Linked DNA regions of Mus musculus: regions 2, 3, 4 and 5 are each linked to region 1. A link is a contact called in public Micro-C, promoter capture Hi-C and targeted proximity ligation data. All regions are on one chromosome and are shown on one strand. The core of a region is the stretch at or near the end of the contact, and the rest is flanking DNA. Distances in the headings are between cores, read along the strand shown. Region 1 holds the start of D930032P07Rik (RIKEN cDNA D930032P07 gene). Region 2 holds the start of Vldlr (very low density lipoprotein receptor). Region 3 overlaps Pum3 (pumilio RNA-binding family member 3). Region 4 has its middle 85 kb from the start of C030016D13Rik. Region 5 has its middle 87 kb from the start of Gm35697.

Region 1 (2,793 bases), core at 220-2,719:
GCAGTCCTCCAAAATCAAATGATCCTGAATGCCACATGAAGAAAGGCAGAACTTTTACAAAGCATCACTTCCAGCCATTCAACTGTCCCCAGTCGGGATTTTTTTTTTTTTTTTTTTTGGGTCAGGCAAAAAATCCACCCCACTAGGTATACTCCAGAGTCCATCCAAGGAGAGTCACTTTCCAAACGGGACAACTCCAGGTATCCAAACTCTGCTAACCGGAAGAACTTTGGTAGAATCGCCAATGAAACTGGTGGAAACATTGGATGGACCAACGATGGCGTGAAGAAAAGCCACTCTACCTGAACTGACCTCAAGGGAAGCAAGGAGACAGGGAATCCACCCAGAGCACACAGAAGTAATTACTCACTCTGAAGGAGGCCTGAGTCCTGACAGGAAAGAAAAGACACGAACTAAGTAGCAATAAGAATGGGAAGAAAGCCTCCTTCAGTTCAAGGGGGAGGGGCTGGAGCTCCTCTAAATGAACACTGTAGCAGATCCTAGTAAAGGCCTTAAATGTCAGCAGTTCTCACTAGAGAAGGGGGGGGGGTGCCCTCTCACACAGTTCTCTCTCTATAGATCATTTCCAGGGACAGCCTTCATTGTTTTTCTGCAAACTTTTGCAGGCTGCACCTGCTTTGTGTAGCCTCACAGGAAACCAAAGAGAAAAAGGAGGAGTAAGAATTTTTAAACTAACCCAAATTCATTTTTACAATGAATCAAAATTCCTAACGTAGTCTAAAAATTGAAGTCCAACGGGCACGGAGACATTTAGGGAACCGGGCCTGGCTACTTCCCAATGAAGAAATCGTGACTCATCAAAGCTTCAGAACGGACACAAGAGAGTTTGCATTTGTCTGGAGTTCACCTTCGGGCCAAGAAATGCTCTCCACTGTGAGCCTCAGTGTTTTTTCTAGATGCTTAAGTTTGGCAGGGGTTCTTTCTCTGGGTCCCATAACCCAGAGAACTGGTCCACTGGGGGGAGCTGTATAAACTTCTCTTTCCTCACCAACTCTAGGGCCACCTGAGACCACTACCCCCAATTCAAGAGATGTTGAAGTCCTAAAGCTCTAAGGAATTGGAAAGGTGTCCTCTCCAATTGCAATTGCTGGAGTGCAGTCCCTGCGGGCACTGCTCTGGAGAATTCCGGAAGTGATCCCCTACACTCTATCCCATGGGACCTAGCGGATGTCAAGGAAGACAAGCCAGGAAGGGAGGTACACAGAGCAGAGGAACCAGGAGTGGCTAGGGGTGCGGGGTCAAGATGTGCGGCCCGGGACAGTGGGTGAACACCCCTCCTGGGGTCCTCAGCACCCTCCCACACACGGCACACCCACACACCTTTGCCCCGCGGGGGGTCTTGGGTCCTAGCCTCAGGGATCTCCGGAGGTGAGCGAGGGGCGGGTCCGGAGGTGAAGTGGAGCCTTCCCGGTGCTCTGGGCAACCAGACCGCCCCCGCTCTCCCCCCTCCCCCTCCCGCGGCGCGAGCGAGAGAACGCAACAAAACAAAACAAACTCGTGCCGGCTTCCTGTTGTGCAACCACTTTCTGAGTAAGTAAGGGGCTGAAAGGCCGCCAGTTAGGAAGCCGGGCTGCGGGGGACCCTGCTGGCCAAAGCACCCGGAGCCGCACTGGGGTACATAGGGCCCTGCACTGTGACCCTGTCCGGACCACGGGGCGACTACCCTCCCTGCCCCCACGAGTGTCGTTTTGCTATTGCCTCCCAAACACACTACCAGATCTAAGGGCGCGACCTCGACGAACCTTTTTGCCAAAAAAAGAAAAAAAAAAAGGAAACCTCCAAAAGTTTCCTCCAGGTACCTACTTGAATCATCCATAGTAGGATGACAAATCCGCCCTGGTCAAGGTTTTCAGACACTTGGGTGAGTTTCTCGTCCCCCGGGTGACTTGTCAGCTCTAGTGAGTAACTTGGAACTGTTGCTTGGGGCAAGGTGTGTGTCTAGGAGAGCCAACAGCTCACTCACGCTTTCCAGAAAGTGATCCCGACCGACTTCAAAATAGACACAGGGTCATTTATAGGGACCGGAGCCTTGAAGCGGGACTCGAGACAGACATTTCCCAAACAGTGCTGACATTTTGTCCCCGGCCCATAAAAATGTAAACGCGAGGTGACAAACCCGGCGGGGAGTGCTAGGTGTCTGAATGTGTCTGCGATTTCGTGGCGTGGGAGGTTACAGTTGAAAACTTGGCGGCTGCGGGTCGATGCACCGCTCCTAACTAGTAGCTGTGCCCCCAAACCCGAGGACCTCACTGAACAATGGGGACACCAACTTGGATGAGACGGAGAAGTGAAAAACAGCCTTCGTGGCGCCCCATAAACACGTGGAAGCCGAAAAGACAACTACAACCCCGACTGTGAGCTAAAGACCTCAAAGTCCCATCACTCCCCACTTTGCCAAAGTTTCCCTAAGTAGGACCCCGGTGCTCGCCCTGTATCTGGCCCTGATTGTGTAACCTTCTGGTACCTGTATTTTCAGTTAAAAGGCACGGAGACTCTCCCTCATAAACGAAACTTCCACACCTTGTTGGTTTCCTTTCTGTCTACACCCCGCGCTCTTAGGTAACTGACAGCCAGTTTGATGGCTAAATGAGTATTGCCATCAGCCTCGGTAAGGTGTGCCTAGGTCTCTAGAAGCCCTGTGAGTCTGGGGGAGTTGGTGTGCTCCTGTCCTCAAACCCGTGCGAATGCCACCAAGCCGGCATGCAGAAACTCTTTCTAATCCCGAGTTTGCGTCCCCAGGCTTGACCGCCCCCACACTCTCTAGCGCCTTCT
Region 2 (2,793 bases), core at 132-2,631, 1.5 Mb before region 1:
TCATCAGGTGTAAAGTGACTATGAGCTTTTCAAGCCCCAGGGATACGAAAGTTAGACCATCCCCCTCAAACTTGGTCTGTGGACTGGTACTGGCTGTGATCACGTGTTCACCATGCAGTTTCCGCCCATCTCCTACCCTCTGATTATACACAACAGCATCCACAGTGAGCAGCTTTGAAAGACCCCATCTGCATGTGAGATTATCCATCACAATGAGGCTAAATTACACCGATCAAAATGTACCCTGGCTGAGAATTACCCCCAGGGTCTCCTGGGTACATGAGAACATCTCTCCTAGTAGACTGTCCCCAGAGAACTGCTCAAGAGAACCAAGGTGACATTACAATGCCAGAAGGAAGCTAGGACATGGAATCTGAAATCTGTCAACTTTGATTCATTCGAGGTACAGCAACTTATAAAACAGAAGCACATACACACATATTAACAGGTGAAATAATTTGGAAAAATCTGTGGTATACCACAGAAAGCATCTCAACCAAGGCGATGTGTTCAAGAAAACTGAAGTACACTAAGAACAAACCATAAACTTAGGTCCTGTCTGGCACCCACCTCCCTCCAATCTATCCTCTCTGGGAGGGTTGACTTCTTTCCCTCCACAATGCTTATAATTGAACGTTACAAACTATACCAAGAATAAATCTACCGGGGTCCCCTTCCTCCAACCAGAAAAAGGTTAAGCTTTTAATTACAGGCCCTCAAACTATCATTTTGTGCAATTAGCAATTAACTCTAATCGTTGATGAGAGAATGCAGAGCTGCGCTGGCAATTTCCCTCCTCCCCATCCCAGACTCGGTTATTTTAGTCTTGTTCTATTACAGAGGACAAGCCACAACCGCGGGAGCGCTCTTGTTCTTTCTCTCTTTCTCTTTCACACACTCTTACTTAAAGCCACATTTAATTTTTAACAAAATGGCATCTCAGCTTGCCATTGAGATGGGACTCCGAACCCCACAGCAGAACAGCGGAGCTTTCGCACCCCTCCTCTTCATCACTTTCAGGTTGGAAAGAAGAGTCCCCCGGAAGATGCTACCTACCGACCTCACTACATCAGCCCTTCCTAGGGGCTCAGGAGAGGGAGGAAAAGGGTTCCTTGCTGCCCCCCAGACCCCTCAACTGCCAGCCCCATCAAGCCTGGAGGCGGTGGCAAGAGCAGCAATAGTTGCATCAGCGCTCCTAGCCAAGGCGCCAGGAGGGTACAGTAGCAACTGTAGGGAGCTAGGGAGCGCACAGCTGCTGCGGCCGCAGGTTCCCTGGATCAGGAAATTAGGACAGGCACCCGGGATTGGAGGTGAGGACGGTGCGCGAGCCAACCAGCGGCCGCCCCGGGTCCCCCGTGAGCCCCGGGCCAACGCGCGGAGCAGTCGAGCCCCTGGAGCCATCCGGATGGCGGCGGCGACAGCCCCAGCCCCAGCCACTCACGCACGCACGCTGCCACTTGCCCCCGCACCCTCCTCACTGCGCGCGGGAGAGCGGTGCGTGCCTGAGCTGCTGGGCTGAGCTCCCCCGCTGGGGTCCCCGCGCCGCTCGGCCGCGCTCCTGCGGCCGCCCGGGTGGTTGCCCCCAAACCGCTCACTTGAGCTGTCCTCGGTGGCGAACGGGCTCCCCGCCCCCTCCTCCCGCGCCGTTCCCTCCCCTCTCCCTCCCCTTCTCTGCAACGCCTGCATTATTTTCCGCCCGCAGGGTCCGCGCGCACACCGCGGCCGCGGCGGGGGAGGTGACCGGGTGGGTGGTTGGGTGGGTGGCTGGCGGGGAGTAGAGTGTGCAAGTTGCAGGGAAAGGGTGCCCGCTCCTTGCGTGCTCTCCGTGCTCCCGGCTCTTCACTCCTTCCCCCTCCTCCTCGTCTCCTCCCTCCCCGCCCCCACCTCCTTCTTCCTCTCCGAAGGGCTGGTAACTTGTTGTGCGGAGCGAACGGCGACAACGACGGCGCGACGGAGGCACCATCCGGGCGGGCAGCATGGGCACGTCCGCGCGCTGGGCGCTGTGGCTGCTGCTCGCGCTGTGCTGGGCGCCCCGGGACAGCGGCGCCACTGCAAGCGGTGAGTGGGGACGCGCCCCTCCGCACTCGGCCCGAAACAAGCCGAGGCGTCCGCGATCGCCGCGTTCTGGGGGACCCCGGGGCTCCTCTTGCCCATCCCCTCCTAGCAGGCGCCTCTCCACGCTCCTCTCCTGCCTCCCCTCCCCACCCGGGTGGCGCCTCTGAGCTGTCAGAGCCGAGGTTACTGGGAGCCAGGCCCGGGGGACGGTGGGGTTTAGGGTGTCCTAAAGCGTCCCTTGAACTTGTTGTCATTCTTCTGTGTCCCCCTTCTTCCCAGAACCTCTGTTTTACATGGTTTTCACCCCCCATTGACAAGGGCTAGGGGATGTGGGCTTTGGAGCCACTGAACAATGGTTCTGCCTCCTCTGCCAGGCGGGCTGTTAGGACCGTGGCAGAGCACGGGGCCTGGAAGCCCGAGTGCGCCCCTCAGACTTAAGCAGGGTTGAGAGCGCACAGTGGGTGAAGGTGGGCGTCTCCGAGGACACCGGGCGCCAGGTGCCGGCCGAGCCGGGAGTCCTCGCGCTGCCGTGAGCAAGCGCACGTTCGGTGGGCGGCAGCCTGGAGGCCGAGCCATGACAAGTACGCAGCCTGCGCCCGGGACTGAGACTCCCCAGGCGCCGGGCCGTCTCTCGGGCTCCAAGAGTGGCTTTCAACTGGACTGTCCTCCGAGTGCTTTTCTTTCTCCCATCCCCGGGGATTCCGCAGCTACTGCGGCTTTTAAAAACCTCTGGGGTCT
Region 3 (2,793 bases), core at 131-2,630, 1.3 Mb before region 1:
AATGAGCTAGCTTCTTATTCCTTTCCTTAAGAACACTGTTACCAAACCAGCCTGTGCACACTAAAATAAATGGGACCACATTTCAATTATAAATATGCTCATTTTGGAAAGGAAAGTAGATAAGAAACAGCTTAAATTTAGTTTGAAAAATGAAAGAAAGAAAGATAGAGCTGACCAGGTTGAAATTTTGACTTAACATTCGGGAAGTATGGATACCCCGAGGAGCACCTGGCAATTCTAGGCCTTTTCTGGCTATTTTCAAAAAGCACTACAACAGACTCTGTGATGGATGGGTGGGGAAATGCGAGAGCAATGAACATTAAGTACGGCTTTATCACTAACTTTGGGGCTTAATGGTACCCAGAACTGGTAGCGCATTTGTCAGCGAGAGGCATGTCCATGAGTCTTTAGGAACTTGGGCTCCACAGTTGTGGACTTCAAACTGATAAGCAAGAGAAATGAAAACAGCTCCAACAGCAAGCTGAAGTGAGATAAATCGCTGGGAAAGACCAACCCAGCAGATAGTTCTGGCAAGTCCTGAAGGGTGATTGTTTCCCTTGAAATCCATTTGGAACAGTTATGCACATTTTCAATTTTGTGAAATATTACACAAAAGCAAACTTTCAATAGGCCAGCCAGTTTCCATTTTTGTGAAACAGCTTTATTCATAGCCAATTCTACACCCTCACATCTCTGTCACAGAAATTAAAAACAACCACTATTGCTTGGAGTCAAAGGGTACTAAAGTCCCAAGGAACATGTCAAAACACTCAGTCTGTGACACAAAATCTTGCCAACATGTTCCTTCCCACAACCCAGTCCCCACAAATGTCATTACAACTTGAAAACAGTCAACAACAATGCGGGAAAGTGCCAGCGGGGCCTGAGAACCCACAGCTGGGACTGACAGCTGCCATCTGAACAGACCTTCCCCACCTCCCTTCTACTAGAGATAAACAAGTCAACACCCAGCCACCCTCATCTGCGACTAAGAAGGCGACAGCACCCACACCTAACCACAGTCTTTCTTTCCTCTACTGACACTGTGAGTCTCATTTGTCAGTAAGATTTCTCTAAGGCTCCATTCGTGTGCAAACACAACGGCATTTATGATTTCCAGTTGAACAATTGTGTTCACAAAGACTAAGCAGTTTTGAAATCATTTTCAGTTTTGGTCTTTGATACCAGTACTGCACTTTCTCTTCCCCACTCGGGCAATCTCAACCTTATCCATTCAATACTTGTGTATCCTACACATAGGGAAGAAAGACTTACACAAGCAGAATGAGAAAAGGAGCATCACAAAGGACAGATAGTTCTGACTATATCTACTTCGGAGTAGCTTTCCCAAGAGTCCTGAAAGTCAAGTGCAGGGATAAAGACCTTTACTCAAGTATTACGTAACCTTTGGTCGTTGGATTAGACCTGCATAATTGGTTGTAAGAGGAAGTTAATGTTTCAACTTTAATAACATTTAACCTGATTCTGTAAAAGGATGTCACAGGCACAACTGAGTAAGTGCTGGGTGTTGTCTTCTCCATCCACATAACCCAGCACACAGGGATGGATGGCAAGGACAACTGCAGAGGCTGCTTGTCCACACGAAGTGTGTTTAACTGAGCCATCACTACATAGGCAACCATCAATCAAATTTAAGCACTGTTTTGTGAAAAAAAGAATTTAATCAACTTTACTCAAAAGTAGAAGTGTCAACATTACATCTGTCATAGGTATAGGAACAATTTGACTTCAAGAGGTGGTGATGTCCACTGTGTGTGGACACTGTGTGTGTGTGTGCGTGTATGTGTGTGTGTGTGTGTGTGTGTGTGTAAAATGTCATTTTCACCATGGTCATTTAAAACAATTACTATCCAGTTACAAGGTTGGAATGCACACAGGAACAGAACAAGATTCTAAAATAACCCATAGCCCAGGTGACTAGAAAGTCATGGAAAACATAGACAGAAAGCACAGGTTAAATAAAGTGTTTATATAACATGTGTGACATTAAACTTCAACACTATCAACTGACCAACGCCAGCACTCATCCCATCCAAGTTACTTACTGATATGATTATCTGCTTCACAAGCTTAGTATCATCAATACAGTCAAACGCTGCCAGGAGAACCAAGTGAGAGTACTGGCCCTATAAGAAAGGGGAGACAGAAAAGGTTAAAAGATTTCACACAGAGCTGGCAAAACCATTCTTGTGGGTAAAGGCACTTGCTGCCAAGCCTGATGACCTGAGTCTAATCTTCTAAAACCCATGTGGTAGAAGAAGAGAAGAGACTCTCCCATGTTGTCCTCTGACCTCTATGCATGTGCAGGCCACATATCCCCCAACATATATATGTAATAAAAAATTTCACAAGACAGAATAAGAATAAACCCCAGAAACCTAGACCTGATAGCATATGCATTTAATCTCAGCATCTGAGGAGCAGGTACATAGATCTCTTTGAGATCTACATTATTATTATAGTGAGAATCAGTCTTTAAAAAAAAAATGAAAAAAGGTTCCTTCTTATACAGTCTCCCCATAGAGTCAGCACCAACCCCAGGTAAGCAAGGTAAATCAAAGCCACTCAAATGAACTAGCTAATTATATATCAAAGATAAGATTAATTTAAAAAGAGAGAGAACCAAGTCATCAAACAGCCCAAGTACCAGAATCCAACATCTAAGCAAGCACTCAGTTCATGAATTAATGAATGGCTATTCGAAAAAAATTTTAATGAGATAATTAAACAAAATATTAGCCTCATATAGAAACTATTCAAATCACCAAAATA
Region 4 (2,793 bases), core at 114-2,613, 1.2 Mb before region 1:
TAATGCTGTGACCCTTTAATGCAGTTCCTCATGTGTGGTGATCCCCCAACCATAAATTTACTTCTTAACTAGTTTTGTTACTGTTATCTACTTTTATGAAACACAGTGTAAACATCTGATGTGCCGGATATCTGATATGTGACTCCCAAGGGGCTGGGGGGTGGTCGACCCACAGGTTGAGAAGCACTGGTCTAGGCCAAGAGGTTATTGAAATGAAAGACAAAGTCGGCAGACCATGAGGATGCAGATGTGATTGCACTGGACTCAGAAGGACTGCAGACATTCTTTCTCTGTGATGCTTTGTGTTGTATCCTTGGCTTCTAACAAAAACACCATTCTCTCACAATCTCATTTGAACTGTCCTTTGATCCATGCGCTATTTTTATGAACCAGTAACTACTGGGGTCGAATGTATTTGGAGAAAGATCAGAAAGCCTTGAGTTGTGCAGAAGAAGTGGTTGCAAGGATTTCAACACTAAGATAGTTTAGCCTAGGAATCAACTATCTATGAGTTTCACAATAGAACCCGGCAGCATGCCAGCTCTGTTGAGTGAGTTTCCTTAGAAAACATTGCTTCACTGCAGAATCATGGCCATCACAGTATTTAGGAGGTCCTGGATAAGATGAATAACAAGAAAGCTGTCCTTTCCTGTGGCAAGACTCTACCCACATTCATAGTACCTGACCCTTCATAAGCAGGAGCTTCTGACTTCTGTGAACAACTACCTCCAGGTTGCTACATACGTGATGGCTCTGCATCACTCAAGTGGCTCTGCCATTTTCAAGCATGATAGATGCCTACCACCCACTCGTATACAACAACGAGGGAGCTGGGAAGTGCCCTTTGGCTCCTGCTTTGGTATATTTCCTGTTCACTGTCACCTCAGCCCTCCAAGTCTCAGGTGACTCTGGATTCCTAGGACATGTGTTCTATTTCAGCTTTGCCAAAGTACACACTCATCTAATCTTTCTTTGGTACAGCTCAGTAGTGCTCCTATCCTCCTGTGCTGGAGCATATCTGGTTGTCTCTGGGTATGAGATCCCATGTGACCTGTGGTGAAGTGAAGGACTAGTCAGGATCTGAAGCTTGAGGTTTTAACCAATGAGGGCTGAAAGACACTGTATAAGTTATTTTCTCCTCCCGTACGCTGTATAAACTTCCCTGTAGCGCAGTTTATTTCACTGCAATACGATGATCCTGAGATACCAAGCTGTCCCCTGATGATTGGTTGATACCACAAGGTAGTCATCTTGGAAGGGGTTTTTACATCAGTTCTCCATTCTTGCTTACATTACTCATGTCTATTCATATTTCACTGGGATTGCATTCTTTAGCATGGCAGGCTACAAATTTTGCCTAAGACCCTGCTTCTTGGAAAACTCCAGCCCAGACAATTGATACCATGTGTGGCTTGGAATGGGGAGCATTGAGATGGAACAATAGATTTCTCATTCCATGTGGTGGGCAGAGACTGCTAACTCTTGGACTGATTTATCCTTATTTCTAAGGTCTGCCTGGTAGTTAACCAGGATGCAGCAGAGAGGTGAAACATTGGGTTATAAGATGGCTATGCTTGAAGTTTGGGATGGGGATAAAAATTATGTGGAATGAGGAATAGGAAAACCTCTGATTGCTGAACGAGAAGCTTTGCAAACACAAAATTATAATCTCAGAAAAGCTAACCCCAATCCATAAATCAAGACATAAACCCCCCAAAGCTCTTCTAGCAGAATTAAAGGAGCTTCGAACCCTTGGTGCTTACTCTGCAGAATGTAAGGTGATTTCACAGCCAGAGGTCACATCCTTAAAGCTAAAATCACCGTCACTCCAAGCCAGACAGTAAAATGGAACACTAGAAGGGAGCAATCAGATATGGGGCTTGCCAGAGGAAGAGCAAGGTGCTAGAACTGACAGTCTTACCGTTGGATTGGACCAAGCAAAGAATATCGGGTGCTTTTTCAATGATCCCACTGGAGACTTTCCAATGTTCCTGAATCCCATAGGTCAGCAGAGACAGAATTATTCCCCCACTTACTGAACAACAGCCTCCCCTTGCCTAAGGACTTCACAGCAACTTTTGGATTGTGTGGTAGAAAGATGGGTGTTAGTCTCCCCAAGATCTACCTCTAGGCTAAAGGTCCTCACTGTTGATAGGCTGATAACTCAACCACAACTTTGAGAATAAATGGATGTCTTACTCCAGGATAGAGTTTGTGTTCCTATGAAATTGCAGATACTAGGTAATATTCTGTGCTAAGAACCAGGAAGGGCTATAGGAGATTAGATTGTAAGGGGATTGTATTAAAAAGAGTAAACTGTAATCTGGATGTAAGTCATTGAGAAATCCTCTCATAGGTTTCATTATTTTGCTGGCATGTTGACTTGAAGCTTGGTCATCATGTTGGTCTACAGTAAGTGAGACAGAAATTTATATTGTGATCAGAAAGATAGAAGTGTTATGTGAATATATTATGGGAGACTTGAGAATATTTGACCTGGGAATTTTTTGAGAACACACACACACACACACACACACACACACACACACACACACACACACATCCCAGGAAACATTCCTTTCACAATGGAAACAACAGTGGCATCTTTGAGAAGCTTAGGGTAGGTGTTCTTGGTAACCCCCAAATAGTGGTATGTTATGCTAGTGGTATGTTATATTGTGTTCCTCGCAGGTATACTTTGAATAAAATTTCCCAGTGTCCAAAGCAACAAAGCAAGAATTAATGATTATGGTCCACAATAACGCAATTACTGTGACACACATCAAGTGTAGT
Region 5 (2,793 bases), core at 126-2,625, 1.1 Mb before region 1:
TTCCCAAGTCATTCTGCCGTGCAGCTTGCCTACAGACAGACCCAAGTTTGCCCACTGTTCAAGTCACTTGGTGTCACTGTGAAGCAAGTGAGCCTCCTTTCCGCCATACAAGCCATGCAACTATCTGTATGTGTTTTTCTGTCATAGAGTAGAGAGCATCCGCCATTCTTTTGTCTTTCAGAGCATCTGAACTCCTTTTCCTGTATAAGGAATGCCCCACTCCCATACCATAAGAGGTCATAAGCCTGTCAGAGATTCCCTTCCAAAATGCCTACAGCTAAAGCATGGGTATGATCTGGAGTTAAGAGGCATCTTGCATGAGAGGTAGTGGAGGGGTGTCAGGGGTGTCAGGGGATGCTCAGAGAGTGAAAAAACAGGAACTGTGTAGAGTTTACTCTGGTAATTCCAGGTATGCAGAGGGAGATACTAAGGATGGCAATAAAAACTAGTATAGTATGGCAGCTATGTAGGGGCAGAGTCTCTGGTTGCATTGCTGTCTTCCTGACATCAAGCCTGCAGCCAGAGTTTCCAAAGTCTCCTAGTTATGTTGCCTCCAATTTATCTGATGTTTCCTTTTAGGGATGTTTTGTTTTTCCATACATTAACAGGGTTGGTTTTTGATGCTGGCAGCCCAGCATCCTAATAAGCAAAGATGGAATGAGATAGAAACACAAAGCTGCTAGTAGGACCTGTGAGCTGTTTCCTGACACAGTTCTGAACTGCCACTGGGTTAACAACAGTCTGGGTGAGAAGTGGAGGGTTAGAAGCACCAGACAGAAACAAAAACTGACAGACACAACCATGCGGGCACACCTAGCCTGCAGCCTCCATTCCTGGAGATGATTAAGGTCAGCCTCATTGGCACACCAGGTTAGCACAGGGTGTGCAGTGTTTTAAAATGAGAGGAGAGTGTCAGGGTAGGACTGGGAATAGACCTGAGTAGGGATTTTTGACCAAACTGATGCTAATCCTATGCCAAATAAAATTCCCAAGAGAAGAGCCAACCAGCGGCCTCTGCCAATCTGCATATCAGCTGACAGCCTAAATAGGTTGCTTTGCATGTTTGTTATTTATGCTTTCCGTTAAGCCTTCAAATCCCTAAATTCCTTCTGCCTGTGCCAACCTCATATTTGGATGCTCTGAGCTGCTGCAGCAACAGGGGATTCTCCTCCTCCGTGAGAACGCTGATTACAAAAAAAATAAATAAATAAAAAAATAAGCTCCCAGCTCCTGCTTACTCTCACAAGTTTCCAGCAACTGGTGCCCTGACAAATGAAGTGTCAAAACATTTCCAAATTAAAGCCCCACAGCTCACACCACCCCACTTCCACAGCAGGATGGACTTTCCCTGCTTACACCCAGCACACACTTGAAGAAACTAAAAATAGCCAGATGGCAATTAACAGAAGCTCCAAGGAAGGGAGATGGGGTAGGCTCCAGCAGGGTCAGTTTCCTGGATGGCTTCCAAATGCAGCTCTCCGCCAGCAGTGCTCTGGCCAAGAAAGGGTTTTCATTAAAACTCTATGAAGGAGGCAGAATGGGGGAAAAAAATTAAGACTTGAAGGATCTGAAATTATAGTCGAGAGAAACTACAGCATCGTTCCCCAAGAGAAGAACGACAATAGTGTTGGCTAATGCGTGTTGAGTTCACATTTGGGGCCATCCACTAAGCAACTCAAACACACAGAATTATCTTTAAGTGCCAAGGACTCTAGGAGGGAAGTATGGTTCTTATCACCACACTGGTCTCATAGATAAGGCGACCAAAGCCAGAGAGAGCAGACAATCTGCCTAAGACCCCACAGGACAATCTTGATACACCCCCATAGCAGGTGTACGACAACGAGTCAAGCTGCAGTCTCAATAGCCCTTAGACTCCGGAACTCAGGAACTTGACCACTGTGCAGTGCTACTTAGTGTGTTTGGGGGAGTTGAGTGACCAGAGTATGTTCATTTTATTGCTATTCCTAGAGATATCATCTCCTTTAGGACTTTCAGCCAACCCTTCCATGGCAGTGGCTTTTAAGGTTGTGCGTACGTTCCATAGACAGACTACCTAGGTCTTAATTTGGCCTTTTCATTGCTATTTACATAAAACCGGGAAACTATTAGCCTTTCGGGGCCATAATTCTCTCATCTCTGAAAGGGCAATAATATTAGCATTTATTTCATTTAAAAAAAAAAAAAAGGCTGTCAAGAAGGTTAAAGGAAACTGTTGAAAGCCCTCAGCTTGGAGCTTGCCTGTACAAGCTTCTGTATAAATATAAACCATTGGCCACTCTAAGCCTCGTCCCTTTAGGTGAAGGGTTCCCTTTTAGGTGAAGAATATAAAGCTTTAGTGAGAAGGTGCAGCACTCTACAGACTCACTGGAGTTTTTCTAGAATGGTCTTCAGTTAAATGGAAGCATACAGGCTGGAAAGCAATTTCTAATTATGATGGATCTGGAGGCAGAGCGACTAACCACCTGCTTTATCTCTGTCTGACAAGGGAGATTGGGGACAGCTCCTTGCTTTCATTTTCAGAAGGGAGTGTAAGTAGCCATTTACCTTTCCTTTCCCCACCCCACCCCACACCTGCCCCCGACTGTGGGAGTGACTCAACATACTTGGGACACTGGGAAATGGGACTGTCCACAGCCCGTTGATAGCCTAGCCTGCCTTCACTGATTTAAAAGAGCATCCTTCATCTACTGTGTGAGGTATGTTTCCCTAGTATCCTCCTGGAAACCAATTGTTTGGGATGCAAATGGATGGTGAAGTTTCGTTTGGGGGTGGAAGGACTAGGAAGTTTCA

What was found. Promoter capture Hi-C pulls out the DNA fragments that hold promoters and counts their contacts. Hi-C and Micro-C count contacts between places; a contact is called where the count stands out from the background.
Region 2: a Micro-C map of embryonic stem cells shows a contact between it and region 1, with 8 times the contacts expected there. A contact is called at or near these places in 1 of 39 promoter capture datasets (embryonic stem cells), 2 of 484 Hi-C or Micro-C datasets (both in embryonic stem cells) and 1 of 130 datasets of targeted methods (pancreatic cancer cells).
Region 3: a promoter capture Hi-C map of liver shows a contact between it and region 1, with 2.6 times the contacts expected there. A contact is called at or near these places in 3 of 39 promoter capture datasets (cranial neural crest, liver and stem cell-derived epiblast-like cells), 1 of 484 Hi-C or Micro-C datasets (embryonic stem cells), 2 of 130 datasets of targeted methods (embryonic stem cells and fibro-adipogenic progenitors) and 1 of 9 other capture datasets (adipose tissue).
Region 4: a contact with region 1 is called in a promoter capture Hi-C map of 3T3-L1-derived adipocytes, with 5 times the contacts expected there. A contact is called at or near these places in 7 of 39 promoter capture datasets (the 3T3-L1 cell line, 3T3-L1-derived adipocytes, the HPC-7 cell line and 4 more).
Region 5: a targeted proximity ligation map of astrocytes shows a contact between it and region 1, with 4 times the contacts expected there. A contact is called at or near these places in 3 of 39 promoter capture datasets (the 3T3-L1 cell line and hippocampal neurons), 2 of 130 datasets of targeted methods (astrocytes and embryonic hindbrain) and 1 of 9 other capture datasets (embryonic stem cells).

What each region holds. Positions count from the first base shown.
Region 1 is chr19:28,676,755-28,679,547 of GRCm38.p6, forward strand. It overlaps D930032P07Rik (RIKEN cDNA D930032P07 gene), which reads left to right and starts at 1,470. Exons shown (of 5, transcript NR_045330.1): 1 at 1,470-1,551. The region is part of intron 1 of Glis3 (GLIS family zinc finger 3); the gene reads right to left.
Region 2 is chr19:27,215,639-27,218,431 of GRCm38.p6, forward strand. Vldlr (very low density lipoprotein receptor) reads left to right here and starts at 1,382. Exons shown (of 18, transcript NM_001161420.1): 1 at 1,382-2,058. The coding sequence starts at 1,977. The region is part of intron 3 of Gm35438 (a long non-coding RNA gene); the gene reads right to left.
Region 3 is chr19:27,410,116-27,412,908 of GRCm38.p6, forward strand. It overlaps Pum3 (pumilio RNA-binding family member 3), which reads right to left. Exons shown (of 18, transcript NM_177474.5): 13 at 2,067-2,147. Among named protein-coding and RNA genes, the nearest start is that of Pum3, 18 kb to the right of the region's middle.
Region 4 is chr19:27,513,973-27,516,765 of GRCm38.p6, forward strand. No RefSeq gene overlaps it. Among named protein-coding and RNA genes, the nearest start is that of C030016D13Rik, 85 kb to the left of the region's middle.
Region 5 is chr19:27,580,561-27,583,353 of GRCm38.p6, forward strand. No RefSeq gene overlaps it. Among named protein-coding and RNA genes, the nearest start is that of Gm35697, 87 kb to the right of the region's middle.